3 separate regions of the Mus musculus genome follow, and all the other regions are linked to region 2. Evidence: chromatin contacts called from public HiChIP or PLAC-seq and promoter capture Hi-C data. All regions are on one chromosome and are shown on one strand. The core of a region is the stretch at or near the end of the contact, and the rest is flanking DNA. Distances in the headings are between cores, read along the strand shown. Region 1 overlaps Swap70 (SWA-70 protein). Region 2 holds the start of Wee1 (WEE 1 homolog 1 (S. pombe)). Region 3 holds the start of Ipo7 (importin 7).

Evidence for each region. Promoter capture Hi-C pulls out the DNA fragments that hold promoters and counts their contacts. HiChIP or PLAC-seq counts read pairs in DNA pulled down with a chosen protein or histone mark.
Region 1: a contact with region 2 is called in a promoter capture Hi-C map of pre-B cells, with 2.9 times the contacts expected there. The contact joins the enhancer-like site here to the promoter of Wee1 in region 2. A contact is called at or near these places in 2 of 39 promoter capture datasets (the C10 cell line and pre-B cells), 2 of 484 Hi-C or Micro-C datasets (nephron progenitors and pancreatic cancer cells), 12 of 115 datasets of contacts at active chromatin or transcription factors (the 230-238 cell line, the HPC-7 cell line, the SCID.adh cell line and 7 more) and 2 of 9 other capture datasets (adipose tissue and liver).
Region 3: a contact with region 2 is called in an H3K27ac HiChIP or PLAC-seq map of extraembryonic endoderm stem cells. The contact joins the promoter of Ipo7 here to the promoter of Wee1 in region 2. A contact is called at or near these places in 3 of 39 promoter capture datasets (embryonic stem cells, hematopoietic stem and progenitor cells and macrophages), 13 of 484 Hi-C or Micro-C datasets (B cells, the HL-1 cell line, Sertoli cells and 5 more), 16 of 115 datasets of contacts at active chromatin or transcription factors (the SCID.adh cell line, bone marrow-derived macrophages, effector CD8 T cells and 7 more) and 3 of 9 other capture datasets (adipose tissue, embryonic stem cells and liver).

Annotation. Positions count from the first base shown.
Region 1 is chr7:110,240,712-110,243,646 of GRCm38.p6, reverse strand. Swap70 (SWA-70 protein) reads right to left here. Exons shown (of 12, transcript NM_009302.3): 2 at 123-263. Among named protein-coding and RNA genes, the nearest start is that of Swap70, 20 kb to the right of the region's middle. Within about 2 kb of position 1,481, at least 28 of the 459 cell types and tissues checked have an H3K27ac peak or open chromatin away from gene starts, as enhancers often do. A contact at or near this core is called in the 230-238 cell line, the HPC-7 cell line, pre-B cells and 1 more, where this site is marked.
Region 2 is chr7:110,120,449-110,123,617 of GRCm38.p6, reverse strand. Wee1 (WEE 1 homolog 1 (S. pombe)) reads right to left here and starts at 1,559. Exons shown (of 11, transcript NM_009516.3): 1 at 693-1,559. The coding sequence starts at 1,268.
Region 3 is chr7:110,016,952-110,019,772 of GRCm38.p6, reverse strand. Ipo7 (importin 7) reads right to left here and starts at 1,458. Exons shown (of 25, transcript NM_181517.5): 1 at 1,265-1,458. The coding sequence starts at 1,348.

The sequences.
Region 1 (2,935 bases), core at 232-2,731, 120 kb before region 2:
TTCATACCTGGCTTCTTAATGTGCTCACCAACACACCAACAAGGGCTGCCCTGGCCCCACTTGATGCACAAAACCAAAAAAAAAAAAAAAAAAAGCTGTGGGTAAAAGGGTTAGCAGCATACCTTTTCCAAAATGAACTTGTTTAAATATGGCATGTAGCCCTGATTGGAGACAGGCCCCTCATCGTCATCCCTAAAGTGCTCCTCAAGGGCAACCGGGTCATGTGGAACCTTCAGCACCGTGCACAGGTTATGGGAAAGGACCTAAGAGGAGGGAAAAACAACACTGTAAAGACACCCGCTTACCACCACGTAACACCTTACCCACGTGAACAACAAGCTGCCCCTGCTCTAAGTAAAAAATGAGAAGAATCTACCAAACATGGGGTATGGCTCAAGTCTTTTCATTCCTTTTTCCAAGATCTGTTTCACCTGCTCACCATGAGTCAGACCCCATGAAGGTCTGAGAACAAATACTTCTTGACGGTTCTTATTAAGTAGTCCACATTATGGAGGAAAGGGGAGCAGGCACAATAGAATGCATTTAAAATTAAACTCTTCCCCTCGTCAACCTGCTTGGCCATGAGAATTTGTTTACAGAAACTAACAAATGCTGTAAAGCGTTTTGGAGAAGGTATCTGACCTAGACAAGACACAGCTGCCCTGGACTCAACATTTCCCATGTATTAGAAAGAACCATATTAACATAGCCTTTGGGAAGCTCCAGCAGAAGACTGTGAGTCTGGAGTCAAACGGGGCAACGAGTTTCAGGCCAGACTGGCATATCCCTAGTCTCAAAACCAAAAAGGATAAATATTCACAGACACAGAAGAAAAAGACGGCTAGCTAGAGATGCACCTCAGTGGCAGAGTGCCTGCCTCGTGTGCGGAGGCCCTGGGCTACATCCTCAGCAAAAGGGGTCGGGGGACCAGAGCGGAAGGGAGGAGACCTGTTATGCCAGAGCACACACACAGGACTACTGCTGTGGCACAGTAACCTAAGTGCACACTTAAGCACTCATGAGAGACTCAGCAAACTCACCTGTCTCAAGCTTTAAGTTACATGGAAACTAGAGCAACTTCCATTTCGTTTGAATACTGAACAGATCAAGTAAGGTTAAGGCTGTGCTAACTAACTACTCTTTGCCACATTCGCTGGACATAGCTGCGAACTCTAGTCCTTTAGTCCCAGAGGCAGGTGGATCTGAGTTCAAGGTCAGCCAGGGCTATACAGAGAAACCCTGGTGGGGACGGAGGGCGCCACATTCATCTACATAAGCACCTTCAATTTCATTAAGGAAGTCAACTTCTGCATACACCTATTTCAGTTAGGTCTTTTTAAGATTAAAAGTTTTAATCTATAAAAAGAACATTTGCATATCTCCTTTCTATACTGGTTTTGTTTCTCAAAGCTTCATCTGTGTGGAGATCCTTTGTGCACGCTCTATCAATTTTAAGGAAGTCAATTACTAATCGTCGCGGGTGCAGCAGTGCAGACGTTTACCAGCCCTACCAAGCAGGCTGAGCGGCTGTGTTCCTCAGACCCTGTATTATTATACACCAGTGGAGCCTCTGAGAGGAACACAGTAGAGATGTCATGAAGCCTTGCACACCACAGTCAGCAAAATCCTAAATATATTATTTCTTCTATCTATCCCAAAGAGATTTGTAAGGATTGATTTCAAGACCATAAAATGCTTAAAATGACAAAGAAAAATTCCTATATCAGGTTCAAAGACCATCCAAACATAAAAATCACTCGGGACTTTACCAAGTAAAAATCCCCAACCAGTGGTTAAATTATGGTATGTCTATAAAATGTCAAAATCATGATGAAGCTCACTGTGTACTGACAAGAAAATAACTCCACGATAAACTACGTTTTTTTAAGGGTATATAATATTCAAGTGTCACAAGATAAATGAAAAGAGAGAAAAAAATAAGGAATTCCAAAGGAATACACAGGAAACTATTAACAGTGAGGGAAAGGACTAGGTTGGTGGAAGGCCAGGGATAGAAAACAGGACTCATAGCAGCTCCTTAAAAAAAAAAAAAAAAAAAAAAAAAAAAGTTCTTTGCTTTTGTTGTCTAGGTTATTGTCTCCTGTTCTTGGATTTGAAGCCAGGGCTTGACACATGGCTAAGCAAGCACTCTACCTCTGAACTACACCCTACTCTGCACCTCTCATTTTGCTTAAGAAGAAAAGAAAAGAAAAGAAAAGAAAAGAAAAGAAAAGAAAAGAAAAGAAAAGAAAAGAAAAGAAAAGAAGAGAAAAGGAAAGAAAGGAAAGGAAAAAGGAAAAAGGAAAAGGAAAGAAAAGAAAAAAGAAAAAGAAAAAGAAAAAGAAAAAGAAAAAGAAAAAGAAAAAGAAAAAGAAAAAGAAAAAGAAAAGGAAAAGGAAAAGGAAAAGGAAAAGGAAAAAGGAAAGAAAAAAGGTCATGGCCTGCGAGATGGCTCAGAGAGCTTGCTGTTCACACATGAGCAAATCCTAACACCCAGGATCTAAGGCAACTGTGGGCACATGAGCTTGTAATACCTGCCCCGTGGACAGCAGGGACGGCAGCGGCTTGTAATCCCAGTGCTCTGGAGGAAGGTTAGGAGGGGAGCGTCAGGATAGACTAGCTGGAATTGGTTCTGGATTCAGAGTACAGAGCAGTTAAGGAAGATACCTAGCATTAATTCTGAGCCACCAAAACATATGCAGCCATGTGTACACAAACCACACACACACACACACCTTAGGATACGTGGGTGGGGGATCTGGGATACAGCTCAGTTGGCGGAATACTTTGCTGACATGCACAAGGCCCTCTGTTTGATGCCCATCATGGCATACACTATGCACAGTGGCACATGCTTATAATCCCAGCACTTAGATGTGGAGACAGGACAATCAGTTCACGTCATCCACAGCCAACTTCTGAGTTCAAAGCCAGC
Region 2 (3,169 bases), core at 310-2,809:
ACAGTATGCATATTCACCGGCTATTCCAAACGGGTTCTGAACACACTCTGCTTTAAGACACATTAGTTTTGACACACAGACCAACAAAACGGCAGGGGAAACTCCAGAATAAACACAAAGCTTCCGTAATACTAAATCCCGAAAGACAATCAAAAGCAACCTGGAATATCCATGAGTTCACGACGGTAAACACAGAGACTCAAAAGGACGCGCAGAATCTCTAATGCCATATCACATGGAACCACAAGTCCAGGGGGTTGGAACAAACCCTTTAATAAACCTAACTCCTTCCATCCGTGCCCCCCAAATTACAGGCCCGGACACCGGATTTAACAGGCACCATATGGCTCGGAGTGTCAGGTGGCCAGCAGCAATCCGGCACCCTGGCACACCGGACCACCGAGACCCAATACTCAACCACCTGGACAGCGGGGACCAGGCCCTTTGTAAAGTGGAGTAGTTACAGACCAGGCCCATTGTTCAGTTACATAATCTTAACCGACAACTTCTAGGCAGAGCCAAAAAGGGGGGCTGCCAACTTTTTTTTTTTTTTTGAGTGGCGGCGCAGGACAGCGAGCGGGGTGCGGCGGGGCGGTTATGTAACCGAACCCGGGCAGTGGCGCGCAGGGCTGCAGCGCCGCGGCCTTTTTTTTTAAAGGCCCTGGAGCCGGCTCCTCCGCCCCCTCCATTACCTTGGGAGTGTGCGGCGTGTCGAACAGGCGCAGCTTGCGGAAGGTCTTGTGCGGAGGGGTGCTCGGGTAGTCGGGCTGCGGCGAGCAGGGGTCGTCCATGGCTCGCGGAGCCCCGCAACCCTGCGGGGAGGCATCCCCTGGGCCGCCGCAGCGCACTGGCGAGAACGGGCTGCTCAGAAAGTAGGCGGTCGAAGGTGATTTGACGGGCGACGAGGAGCCGAAACCCTCCTCCTCCCAAGAGTCGCCCTCGGCGCCTCCACCCGCCGCTTGCGCGCCTCCGCCGCCGCCCTGCAGCAGCAAGTCGTCCTCCAGCTCTCCCGGGCTGCTGGGCTCCGCGCCGGGCGAGCGACGGCGGCGCTCGGCCTCGGCCTCGGCAGGGCTGCGTGCAGAAGGCAGGGGCGAATCCGGTTCCTGGAAGGCCGAGTCCTCCCCCGTACTGTGGCCGCTGCCTTCCTCCTCCTCCTCCTCCTCTTCCTCACAGTCGCTGCCCGGCGAGAAGATGAGCTTCTGCCGCAGACTGTAAGCGGCTCCTACGCGGCGGGTGGGCGGCGGCTGCTGTCGGCTCAGGAAGCTCATTTCCCGGCTGCAGTCACGGCGGAGCACGGGAGAACACAGGACCGGCGAGCAGAGGCCGGCGGCGTCCAGGTCGCGGCTGGCACAGGGGGCGGGTCCGCCACGTGCGATCGGGCGCGCCGGGCTGAGGCTGCAGCGGGCCTGCGCGGCGGCAACTCCGAGGCCCGTCAAGCTCACGACGGGGCGACGGCGACGGCTGCGGCGCGGGATGTCCAGCGGAGACTGGCCGGTCCAGTGCTGGCGAAAGGCTCCGCAAGTTCGTCCGCAAGTTCGGGTTCCGCGGCTTCCCGCGACCGTTAACCACGTGAGGGCCCAGCCCACCAATCCCCGCCCAGCCCCGGTTTGAAAAAACAGGGAGGGCGCGACGTAGCCCACGGGGGAGGAACCAGCTACGCGATTTTGGCGGGAACTCGCTGACTCCGCCCCACAGCCTAGGCGCGCCGCCAGTCGTGGGCGGGTCGCGGCATCCCGGGCCAATGAGTGGGCCTGGATTGCACAGAACCCCACCCAGAGTCTATGTTTAGAGGACCGGAGCCTGCCGGGAGCCGCCCTGCGAGGAGGGGCGAGAGGACGGCGGCTACTGCCCAGTGCTGGCCTTGGGTCGGCCTCCCTGTCTCCGGGTTCAGAAGCATCCGGACACCGTGCAGCCTTTGGGGACGCCTAGAAGCCTGGTCCAACCCCAGGTTCTGAGGCCCGACCCCTGGGGCGTTCTGGGCGTGGCTGTGTCCAGTCACGTTCTATAGTCGCGGTCCGAGCCGGAAACAGTGACCGAGCTCTGGACCTTGCCCAGCGCGAAACTCAGATAATGAGCTGCAGGACTAGGACACAGAGGTGGCCTCTCACACAGTCTTGTGTCCCTCACAGCCAGACTTATCCGTGATAATTGGTCCTGCCACAAGCCCGAATGCCTGACCTGCAACCGTGGTGTTTATATTTGTTCGCTTACACGTGAGAGTGCGCTAGCCAAACTGATTGGTCCCGGGAGAGAAAAAAAACAAAACAAAACTGAAGTGTAACAGAGGTGAGTGCTGGCGCACACACCTGTGATTCAAACAGTCTGGAAGCTGAGGCAGGAGGACCAGAAGTTTAAAACCCCTTTGCTCTGTAGTGGTCCTGTCTCATAATTTCCAGGAAAAAATAAGTTTCCACAACCTTCTCAACCGTAACTTAAATCTGTTTACAACAAGTGTGTTCCTATTTTGTATGCTATGATCAATCATTTCTCCTTGTTACGGTTTTGTTTTTTTTTTTTTTAGCATTCTCTGCTGGAGTGGGAATTACTGAGGCCAGACTGTCATACAGAAAAGTAGGTTTCTTTTTCACTAGGAAATTAGAACCCACTTTTGGGGAACTGAGGCCATCAGTAGAAAGCTTGATGTTTTTTAATGTAGATTCACATTATCTGGATAATAGCCTATTATACTCTTCTGTTGTCATTTACTGTAGTTAGGAGTACTAATGTGTGTGTGAGCTTTTTTTAACACTTCAAAGGCTGAAAAGTCAAACTGATTTTTGTTTTTGAGACCTGCCTTTGCCGTGTAGCCCGATTATTTGAACCACCTCCAGAGTGCTGGGATTATAGACCTGTGCACCTGCCAGGCCAGGCTGATGGACTGATCTTTGGTTTGGTTTGGTTTGGTTTTGTCTTGTTTTGTTTTCAAGATAAGAAAACTGTGTAGCCCTAGCTGACCACTAACTCACAGGGATCCATTTGACTTGGGAGTTCTGACATTGCTGTTAGATGGGTTGATCAGGGTGACCTGAAAGTAAGATTGAGCTCAACAGAAGCAAATTGCCCTTTACTTAGAACAACGCAGGCCAGTGAGTTTGGCAGTTTCAAAGAGAACTTCTAGAGTGGAAGTTTCCATATGCAGATCTGTTCCACTTAATAGTATCTCAAAAGC
Region 3 (2,821 bases), core at 209-2,708, 100 kb after region 2:
TTTGTTTTTTAAGAGACAGGGTTTCTCTGTATAGTTCTGGCTGTCCTGGAACTCACTTTGTAGAGCAGGCTGGCCTGGAACTCAGAAATACTCCTGCCTCTTCCTCCCAAGCGCCGGGATTAAAGGCGTGCACCACCACCGCTCGGCTAAGATTTCTTTAAACAAGGGTTTCTTTTTGCATTAAAAAAAAAAAAAGATACTTATATGTGTGTATAAAGCGTGCATATACAATTTAGTATTTGTGTATATGCAGTATACATATATATGTATATGAACACACACACACCAAAACACTGAGACTCAAAGAGACCTTACAGAGGCCTTTTTATAAACCTATTAAATTCTTACTAATATATAAAATAGCCAAGTTCAGAAAAAAAGAACGCTGATGAAATCAGTACAATAGAATATCAATATAACAGTTTTCCAAGGGGCACTGCCCAAAACACGTGGAAGAGAAACCAACTCTCCACTAATGTTGCATATGAAAGCTCTATAGGCTCTAGATTATCTCACTTGACCATCACAGCAACCGTACGGCCTAATTTCATGAATGAGTACAACTCAGGATCTGGAGGTGAGACTTGCCCAAGGTCACTCACTCCAGAAATCATTGAGGCTGCTATACCTAGAAGGTCGCACTTTATCTGACCCGTTCCACTACATCATCCCGCCTCCCAACTGTGGTACTAGGACAGTACCAGAGCGGGGATCGCACAGTGTAACCCACACTACCCCTGCCCTACCAGATCTGAAATCTGTCCCTAGCACCTCGCCGGCGAGAAGAAAGTTGTACCGGACAGGCAGGTCACTGATCCGCCAAGAGCACACACAAGGCTGTCAGGCGCAGCCCCCAGTGGACTAGCTAGCCTCCCCAGGAACCCCGGCCGACCGGGCGCCGGAAAGACTGGTCTGGGACACATCTCTACACCCTCCCAGTTTGTCTCGCCCCCTCCCGAGAGCAAACTGGGAGACAGCCAGAGGGCGGCGGGCCACGGGAGCCGGCCATGTGTCCAGACCGTCACGCCCGCCTAGCTCGGCCGGCTCCACACGCCCAGACCCGGGCCAGAGGCCCACTCGGAAGCCGACCGAGTGGCGGCCTGGACGCCGCGTCCCCACAGTGGAGCCTGGCACGGCGGTCAGATCTCCGCCCAACCTCTCCAAATGGGCTCGTCGGAGCTGTGCTCCGCGTCTCCAGCCAGGCCTGGAAGTCTTGGCCTGCCGGCCCACAAGCCCGCAGCAGCCGCTAGCCGGCCGTCCTTACTTCATTGAGCTGGCGCTCAGCGGCCTCGCGCAGGGCTGGGTCCATGGTGCCCCGGAGGGCCTCGATGATGGTGTTGGGATCCATCGCCGCGCGGTCGGTCAGACCCGGGACACCGGTGCTACTGAGGCAGAAATAGCGCCACTCACTGCGCACATGGACCGGCCGCGCTCCGCAGCGGCAACCGGCGCGAAAGGAAAGAGAAGCGCCAAGGCCCCGGATAGAACCTTCTCGCCTCGGCGTGGAGGCGGGAGATGCTCCGGCCACTTCCTGTCAAGTCTCCGGCGGAGCACCCTGGGAAATGTAGTCCCCAAACGCGGACACGGCCCACGTGGCTGGCTCCCACTGTAGTCAGTGAAAGGGACAACGTTCAAACGCCACAAAGAGAAAAGTAAAATAGTTACAAAATTTTATATGATATCCCTAGAGAATCTCAAGAAGTGTGTGATGCAATACGTTGTTACTAACTGTATAATTAAAAGAAATTTCTGTTTTGTTTTTGTTTTGTTTTTTGGTTTTTTGAGACAGGGTTTCTCTGTATAGCTCTGGCTGTCCTGGAACTCACTTTGTAGACCAGGCTGGCCTCGAACTCAGAAATCCGCCTGCCTCTACCTCCCAAGTGCTGGGAGAGTGCTGGGATTAAAGATATGCGCCACCACGCCCAGCTCTGTTTTGTTTTTTGAGACAGGCTTTTGACCTGAACTTGTTGCAATACCACTGCCTGAGCCTCCCAGATGGAACTTTCTCAACAATGATTTGAGATGAGTTTCTAAATGCCATAAAAACTGCTCCACTTTGATTCATTAATCTCATTTTGTAAGACTTTATCCTATATATTGAAGTTGTGCCTTATTAATGAGTGTTCAAATCTCAGCTACGTCATTATATAAATTATTTCTAAATTCAGAATAAATGCATAATGTCCATTAAAACTCCCTGTGTATGGATATTTAAACCTCTAATTCAGTAGTTCTCATCTTGTGGGTCTGTGGATCGTGACCCCTTTGTTGAATATCAGCTATCCTCTGCATATCAGATATTTACAGTATAATTCATAGCAGTAGCAAAATTGCAGTTATAAAGTAGCAATGAAAATGCTACTATCATGGTTGGGAATCATCATAATATAAGTAACTATATTGAAGGATTGCAGCAGTGAAAATATTGAGAACTACTGTCATACATCTCAAATCATTTTACCTTTAGAAATCAAATCAATTTTCAATTAGAATCTAAGGGAAGCTATATACTGAGCTTCAGGCAGGCCTGAGCTACAATGTTTGAACCTGTCTCACAAAGGAGCAACAGGGAGCTGTAGAAATGACTCAGTGGTTAGGACCTTATGTTCTTGAAGAAAGCAGGAATTCAGTTCTCTGTGTACAACATACTGTCCTTAAATTTGTAATCCTGCTCCACCCCACAAGTGCTGTACTACCATACTTGATTATAAATTCTCATGAAATAAGAATATTTTGGCCGGGCGTGGTGGCGCATGCCTTTAATCCCAGCACTTGGAAGGCAGAGGCAGGTGAATTTCTGAGTTCGAGGCTAGCCTGGTCT